3 separate regions of the Gasterosteus aculeatus genome follow, and regions 1 and 3 are each linked to region 2. Evidence: chromatin contacts called from public Hi-C data. All regions are on one chromosome and are shown on one strand. The core of a region is the stretch at or near the end of the contact, and the rest is flanking DNA. Distances in the headings are between cores, read along the strand shown.

What was found. A called contact is a pair of places that touch in the nucleus more often than the background predicts.
Region 1: a Hi-C map of whole body shows a contact between it and region 2, with 3 times the contacts expected there. The contact joins the enhancer-like site here to the promoter of znf503 in region 2. A contact is called at or near these places in 2 of 6 Hi-C or Micro-C datasets (skeletal muscle and whole body).
Region 3: a Hi-C map of skeletal muscle shows a contact between it and region 2, with 4 times the contacts expected there. The contact joins the enhancer-like site here to the promoter of znf503 in region 2. A contact is called at or near these places in 3 of 6 Hi-C or Micro-C datasets (skeletal muscle and whole body).

Annotation. Positions count from the first base shown.
Region 1 is chr6:12,990,973-12,993,847 of fGasAcu3.hap1.1, forward strand. All of the region lies in intron 5 of lrmda (leucine rich melanocyte differentiation associated), which reads right to left. Among protein-coding and RNA genes, the nearest start is that of kcnma1a, 140 kb to the left of the region's middle. Within about 2 kb of position 1,554, at least 6 of the 9 cell types and tissues checked have open chromatin away from gene starts, as enhancers often do.
Region 2 is chr6:13,143,932-13,146,822 of fGasAcu3.hap1.1, forward strand. znf503 (zinc finger protein 503) reads left to right here and starts at 1,515. Exons shown (of 2, transcript XM_040179201.2): 1 at 1,515-2,891. It overlaps LOC120820934 (a long non-coding RNA gene), which reads right to left and starts at 2,424. Exons shown (of 3, transcript XR_013467922.1): 1 at 2,333-2,424; 2 at 748-1,103; 3 at 266-644.
Region 3 is chr6:12,932,500-12,935,199 of fGasAcu3.hap1.1, forward strand. The region is part of intron 18 of kcnma1a (potassium large conductance calcium-activated channel, subfamily M, alpha member 1a); the gene reads left to right. Among protein-coding and RNA genes, the nearest start is that of kcnma1a, 84 kb to the left of the region's middle. Within about 2 kb of position 1,407, at least 1 of the 9 cell types and tissues checked has open chromatin away from gene starts, as enhancers often do.

The sequences.
Region 1 (2,875 bases), core at 304-2,803, 150 kb before region 2:
TATTGTTGTTCCTCTGCATGCCCATGCATAACCTTGAGAAATGGAACGGTCTGCACTGTTAAATGGAAGCATATTCTTCATGTGCAAAGGGAGCACTGTGGATTGAAAACGATCACATAATGTGCTTTCAGATAGCATCTCTGAAAGGCATTAGAGCCGGCCGGCACGTGTGTCACATTACACCAAAGAGAAGAATGGCAAAATGAGCTTATTCTGAGACCTTACACGAGGCAGGCAGGCTGTGCTTTTGAAAGAAACAGCTGGAGATAGAAATATTGTTTTGACGGCCGACCTGCTGCCTCCGGAGAGGCTGAAACCCCTTTAGAAATATCGCAGGTCACTCCCTGCTGTACACTGTTCTCATATGGAGTGCGTAAGGCAAGAATTAAACAAGAACATACGCTCAGTAAAAAACCCGCACACCATTTCTGAAAAAAATGCATGTGTTTTTTTAAGGCAGCACCAACAAAAATTATATTGAAATACCACTACAAATAAACCTCTTTTTTTCCCCTGAAGTTGCAAAATGCACAGCTGTCTACGATAAATATGAGCTAACGGAACCGATCAGCCGTTAAGACTTTTGTAGCCCCCTCTATTCGATGCACCTCCGTGCTCCTCTGCCCGCCTCATTTCCTGGCCTGCTTGAAAGATCACAAGCCCGGGCCTCTTCTGTCCTGCTTGGCCCCCCAAACGCCCCTTCTAATCCTCCTGTTTGCTCATAATTAATCTTTCTAGTTGCCACGTTATTAACAGCACCACCCACCGACTATGTTAGAGGGGGGGGGGGCAAGGAGTTCTGCTGGGGTTAGCTGGATGCCGAACAAAGCCTACGGTTGCTTTTGGTCCTATGGGGCTTCAGTCGCTTGTTTTGGATATGACCACCCAGCCGGTGCCCGTGCTGTCCATGACACCCCCATTTCACCTCGCCGGTATTTCGCCTGCTGATCGAACAGCCAGTCCATTCAACATCTGTGGCTGTCACTTCCTGTCCTATCCAGACCAACAGTGATAACAATTATCAGCCAGTTTCCTCATGTCCCGATCCTCCCTTTTCTCCTCTCAGACGTCCTCCCTCCGCCTCCACATCTGCAGTCTTTCATTTTTGTCAACAGCCTGTCCAGAGGAAGAGAAGCACCAATGGTTGTGATGACAAAGCACGTGCAACAGTGGAGGAGGATTTTTTTTTCTTGTACTCGCTTTAAAGGGAATCGATGAATTGATGTCGGAGAAAGTATCAATACATTATACAGTTAACATCCAAAGGGACTTCATAGATGGACTATAAAACTAGTCTTTGCAAACCAATGTGATGTTGTTCACATTTTTTTTTATAATAAATGAAAAGTATTACACTGTTTTTACTGTGTAAAAATACAAAATTAACATAATTATGATTCACATGTAGTTCTGAGCTCTAAACCAGAGCTGCATCTACGCTCTTAGTCTCCTTATCCCCCCTTTCCTGTTACCCTGTCGTTCTCTATCTTTCTCCCCCTCTGGTTTCCTTAAGTTCTACCTACACTGAACAGAGGGAGGTGCTGCTGTGTCGTGTATTTAAGATGCTCCCGGAGCCCTTTTTTTCCCTCTCTCCTTGTCTCTCGCTGCCTCTCTGCTGTCCAGATTAGTCTGCTCATCAAGCTGAGCATTGTTTTAATTTGCCGGGCCCGGGGCATATGCTGAGTGTTCACATCATTATTGTCTCTGTGCAATGTGAGTTATCGCCACAGCTTATCATAATGCGCCACAAATTTGCAGGCCGGGGAGCACCATGGATTCTGAGATAATAAAGGCTGGACGGGGGGGAGCGGAAATAAGGAGAGAGAAATGTAGGAAGTGTGTGTACGTGTGTGTTAAAGAGAAAAGGGCGGCGGCGGCGGGGACAGGAATCTCTGTTGGATGTCATTATGAAAGATGATTCCCGTGCTGGATAATACATCACACCGATGCTGTCTGTCGTCTCCCTTTCTGTGTTGTTATGCGAATAAATGGCGATAAACCCAGAGGCAATAGTGATTATTACTTCCAACAAATCACCACGAGAGAGGAAGAGGGAGACGGGGGAGGGAGGGAGGGGAATATCCAAGAAAAGCAAAACACAAAGAGGGGCCACACAGAGCTCCTAACCACCTCCTCGGCGGGGTTCCTGATGACACGAGACACCAAAAAGTGAGTCGGGGAAGGTTGACGCACAATGAGGTGTTTTTCAGATGCAACTGCGACTGAGTTTACAAAGTTTGTGCCGGCTGTGCTGTTCGATTCCAAATCTTGATCTGCCGTGATGTTACAGAACACCACGATGGTACACAACCGGCTGAAACACATTCTCCCTAGAATTACTTATGGCATCCTTGGCTGCCGCAGTGTAGCGTGTAACGCGCCGCTTTCCCTTCCCCCCCCCAGCTCCGAGGTCGCGCCGCGACCAGCTCATCCCGACACAGGTGGTTCCCGACTCGCCTCACCTCACCTCCCTCTTTAGGACCGACCAGCAATACAATCTAATTACAGCCGCGCTACAGAGGGAGACCAGTGTAAACACCAGCCCTTTTTTTTTTTTTTTAGTTTTTTTTTTTTTTATCTCCTTATACATCTGGACAAGTAGACAAAGTGCTAAAAGGAAATAAATGTGGCCTGACAGCCACATCAAAGAGTTCAGCCAGAGGCTTAATGCTACTTAGGGCACAGGAATGTTGTTGCTAAGCATCAGCCCGCAACCTATCAGGGTGCAAAGAGGGCCCTGTCCTGCCTGGAGAGGGAGAAGGGGAGAAGAAGAGAGAGAAACCAAGAGGAGTGAGAGAGAGAGGGGGGGAGGGAGGGAGGGGAGGGAAGAGGGGCTGACATTGAGGGGAGGCTAGGGACTCAAGGAGATTTTTGT
Region 2 (2,891 bases), core at 265-2,764:
TGACAGGGAAAATTTATGGTTGCCCTTCTTTGCCCTAATAACTCACATATTGTGTCACGGACTGACAGTCCTTGCAGAAAACAGCAAGCCTGTTATCAATCACACATCTTTGCATATTGTGAAACGTCCCTCCCCCTCATGTAGGACAAAAACAATGGAAACATTTGAGGGAATAGAGCTCAACTCCTTTACACGTTGTTCCCCCTCTTCTAAACTCACATTAAAATAAATGCGGTTCATTTATATGACGCAGTATCTCAACATTGACTTATTTAATCATTTATTCCTTGTTTTTATTGATCAGTCCATAGTTTGCAACGTAGTGCTCACCCATGCAGACTATAGGCAGGCCTGTAAACTGAAACCAAGCTTTTTTCAACTTTTACCTAAAATATTTTTTGCCAGTTTAATTTCTACATTTTTTGCCAAAGATTGTTATTTTTATCTTATGGAAAAACATAATTTGCTGTATTTGATTTATTTACCACAACTTTCATTCTACATTGTATTCATGGCAGATTATGAACTCAAATAAATTTTAACCATCACGGCTGTTTTTGTTTTGTTTGGTCTGTTTTCCACCAGGAAATATAATTTAGCCCCTTCGACTGTCCACTCCAGGTTTTCATGCTCTCCAAGTTGACCTGTCAAGCAGATTATCACAGAAAGAGATTAATGGCAAAGGCGGGTTGCAGTAATAATCGTTTTGTTTGATGTGACAACTTTGATAGGCGTTGATTTACTTACAAACTGATAGGCTTTTAATTGAGCGCCTCCATCCCGATTGAGATGAAAGGAAACCCGCATTGAAAAGCTGCCCGATTGCCCCGGAGCCTCAGTACTGATTAGGCATCTCAGCGGTGAATAGTTCAAGGCATTTTAAACTTCTTTTCTCAGCGGCCTGACAGACCATTTCTCCCCTTTTCTTTCTCCCCTGTCCGCTTCTCTTTGAGAAAAATAAATCATTTTCATTGTATGTAAATAAAATCGAGCTGACATCAATATAAAATGTCTGGATTTTCTTCTTCTTCTTCTTCTTTTTTGTTCCCTGTCTTTGTTGTTCTTGTTGCAGATGACAGTGTGCCCGAGGCAGATGACAGGTTCTAAAAACACAATAGCAGATGTGTTTAGCCAAAATGGACAGGGTTCTGTTCCGTGATGTTTTACACATTATCAATTTTCAAATCAATGTTTTCTTCTCGCAGATTGTTTGTGCAAACCTGTCTGAAAGGGCTAAAGTTGATATAGCATAAATAATGGATATTAATTTATTCATTCCAACTATATTTTATTTAATAACGTGATCTGTTCTTTTTTGACGGGTTTCTTTTTTTTTCATTTGTTTCGGACGCTTTTCGGTTTAACTGTGTTTCCCCGTTTTCTGTTAACGCCGATTACAGCAAAAAAAAAGGCATTTTAACACCTTAAAGCCCTGCCAGCTGCACACAGTGAGCTGCACTGAGAGTTAACATGTCACCATGTGTGCCACCTCCGGGGTTGTTTGATGATGAACTAAAAAGTTATAGACTTTTGTGGGGGGGCAGAGAAGAATGGAAACCTAGTTTAATCCTCTGCTTTTGGACTTTGGGGGGGGGGAGGTCGGCGATTGGCGATGCGTCTAAAAATGAAATGTTAACTCGAGGATCGATTTATTTCCCCTGGAAACTTGGTGTCTTCTTGCCGAATTGTCTCTACCCATTTGTTCTTCCCCCCCGCAGTCACAGTGGCATGTAATCAGCCACAATAGCTGACATAAATCAAGCGGTGGATTGACAGCGTCTGACAAATAACTGATTGATTGCGGTGGAGCAGAATTGACACTTGACGGAGGGGTGGAGATAGAAATAGAAGGGCGGTGTATATTATACTGAAAACATGTGACAGTCACATCCCTCCATCACTACATTGGTCTATTCCTGTCAACGCTTGTCTGTTTAGGGAATTCAAGCTGAAGCGGTTGGTTTTATGTTTGCAGGTCCAGGATGAAGTCCCCGGTCCGGACGCGGTGGCGCAAACGTAGCGCGTCTCTCGGGCTACAGACCGTCAGAGAATCACAAATAACATACTTGTTAACGTATTATTATTATTATTATAACGTAGTATTCTGGTGATGATGATGTGTATTTCACCTGTAAGCCTAAACCCGAGTTAGCTTTAACAATGACTGCCAATGAAGCAGTAACAAGTCGGTTCTCTAAGCGTAGATTTTGTATTTATGAAAACGAATGTGTTATTGATGATACAGACACGAACTAGACGCAGCAAAAACACCTCTGTAAACGTGGCCTTCGTTGTCCAGATGGGTTGACCATCTATTCTGTTACTTACTCACTTTTCTGTGTCCCGGTCGCCCCGCGTCTAAACAAAGAAAGAATCCGCGCGAGCGTTCACGCGAACCACAGTATATAAAACCTCATCTCCTCCCCCGAGCTGTCGAAACACAGGCGCTTACAAAGAGGAGAACGTCACATCCCCTTGACCCTCCAATCACCTCGGGGTCCCATTTGATTGGAAGGCGGCAACGGCTTTAATCTCGGACTAATTCAGCTGCTTTTGAAAAGTGAACATTTTCTACTAGTTCGCACTTGAGGGAGTAGGGAGCGAGGACCTGCGAGAGACAGACGCACTCAAGGCGCGACGCTCATGGTGCAGGACACAGCCACGGATCCGCGATAAACTCGCACGGTCTCCATCCAGCTGCCGCGCCTTCGCCCCTTTTACCCGGATTACTCGTTATCGAACAGTTTCACCATTCTTTCCTTTTCTGTTCACCTGACCAACCCAGAGAAAGAGAGAGAGAGAGAGAAAGAGAGGGAGAGAGGGGGAGTCTGAATGTGCGTTTTGGTTTTCTTAATGAATCCAAGAAAAACATCGCCGTTTCATTTCCTGAC
Region 3 (2,700 bases), core at 157-2,656, 210 kb before region 2:
CATTTCAGGAAGGGACAGTTGCCGTCTGCGTTGTTCAGGATGCACAGTGGACCTGCCAGGGCGGGTGAGCGCTCTCTAACGCTGCACGTGTTTGACAAGGGCCAGATGAATCCAGGAGCTATCGGTGGCGCCCCGTAAATCAAGGAGGCAGCTGACGGCTGGGATAAACGTCTGTTTATCGCCCGGGGGCCACCCAAGCATGCTCTCGCCTCCAAACAACCGACCCACCACTCTTCCACCAAAAGGGAGACGAACAAGGGCTCCTCTTCATTCAACTTTACAAGCGCTTCAAGACATGCAAACATACGAGTTGACTCTGCAGCCCCACTCAGATTTTGTGCGTGTTTGGTTGAGCGTGATTTGTTCTCGTATTAAATATAGCAGGTTGTCACATGGACATACTGTTAAAGGTAAAATCACCATGCTTAAGAATATAGGGCTACATTTTTAATACACAATACAAAATGAGTCCTTCGTAAATGTTCTATGATACGTTTTTGAATTATGAATTTTCTAAATTATTAGTTCTGGTCTTATGTTTGTTGAAAGTGCTCAACATGCTTGAAAAAGACACAATATCGGATTGAATTTGACTGGCTTTAGCTGTGTCTCTATTTAGTTCTACCAGAAAGTATAACATAGTAGTAAAACAGAGACTTCTTACTAATTCATGTTCGTCTCAAATGCAAAGTGAATGTCACTGTGAACATTTTAGTCAGAGCATGTGCCAAGTAGATAAGAAAGGATGAGGTTTTAACAATGATTCCATTTTTCATCGCAAAAGTTTTTTTTTTCAGAACTGAACTTTTCACAGAAATTTCACTGAAGATTTTTCACAGAAACAAATGTTTGTTTTCATACATTATTTGAATTAATTATTACTCTTTTTCATATTTATTTGAACTTGATGAGTCTCTTTCCTATTTACCAATTAACCAATTAACATCCTCCAGTAAAAAAATGGATTTCGTTTTAAATTTTTCCTGAAATCTGATAAAACAATAATATAATTCTAAACCAATAGTCACAAATTAAATAACACAATTTTCTAGAATTTAATCACCAACTAATTCACCAGTATTAATACACTTCTCACGCTTTTATTCTCCATTGTTTGACAGTAATGGCTGAAGTTAGACCGTCTTTTCAAAACCGATCAGTTAAAACCACCGGCTGCAACTCCTCCTCCTCCACCACCACAAATGCATTCCTCCTTCCCGACAACTTGCCCCCCGACCAGGACCCCCTGTTCAACCCGGGCAAGCTCAACATCCCCCTTGTTAATAACCGTAAAGGAAGTCTTCCCCCCACGGGGCCGGCGTCTGGGTCTCACCCCTCACAACTGCGCCTCAGTATCTCAGGTCCAGGAGACGTGGTCACCAGATCCAAGGCAGAGGGTCGGCTGAACCGGGCCCGCAGCCTGCCGGTGAAATACCGCTACCACCCCAGTAATGCCACGCTGCTCAGTCACAGTAGGCACTGTAGGTTGCCCCCCCCCACCCCATTCCCTCAGCGGGATGCATCAGTCAGTAACCCTTGCCTGTGCCGCTGCTTTTTTTCCTGGCTTTGTTTGCTGCATGGCGGTTCACTCGGCTGGAGCTACTGCTTTGCACAAATTGGGGGGTATTGCAAAGTGAGGAGTGCTAGAAAAACAGTTGAGTTTAGAATTGTCATAAAAGAGCTACTTATGTGTATCCGTAATATAAATGTAGTTTTAGTGGCGAGCTCTGAGGAAATCAAACTCGAATAGAAAATGTTTCTTAAATGTAAAAGCGTAGCTCGAAAACGTTTCATTTTTATGAACTTTTACTGTTAACAAATTAAGTTCAAACCAGGATTATGGCGAGGAATGCATATATTTGATTTGGTATTTTAAAAGCGCATTAAAGAGAAAATTGTGTAGTCGTTGTGAAATTAGCTATTCTAAAAGCCCAATTGCGTAAGGGAAATGTCAGACAGTGACATTTTATTAGAAGGCAAGGTCATATTTCTTATCTTTTATTAGCAGAATTAAGTGACAGCATCGGACGGGAGCTCAGACAATAATGAATTTCCGCATGCTTAGAATAGTCCCGGCTTTTCAGCGGGCACATTGATTTGCACTAATATCATGCTGTGTTATTGATTTCTCACCAAAGGAGTAACACGGGTTTGAAGTGACGGGGCACTTGGCATTTGCGTCGGGGAGAGTGCAGAGTGGATAAGAGTATCTGGGTGCCTGTCTGAAGGCTCTTGAAACTCACAGACAGAAAGTGAAGATCAGACCACTGTTAGCTTGCCTGAAATCTTCAGACGGCCGGGCCTGGCCTCAATCTGGCTGCTCTTTCTCGTCCTCTCTGTCTGACTGGGACTCAAGCGAAGTTTTTAAAATTGTTACCCCCCCCCCCTACACCCGCATTCCTCAACCCATCCAAGTATAGTTGACAGGAAGCTGAACTTGAATCTGATCAAAAGAAATCTGAAGAAAAAGTGTGGCTATGAATCAGTGTCCTGCGACGGCTCAAAACCAAAGCATCACAAATAAAAAATGGACTATTAATCTTACATAAATAATACATTTTTAATTGAAACTTTTATGACTAGTCCTGACCTCCTTCTGGAGGATGATGTTTATTTATTAGCTCCTTTTTGATCCACACAGTGCGATCATTTATGCCGCGTTGGCGCCCTGTCCTCAGTGATGTGTGTTGACAGCTAAGT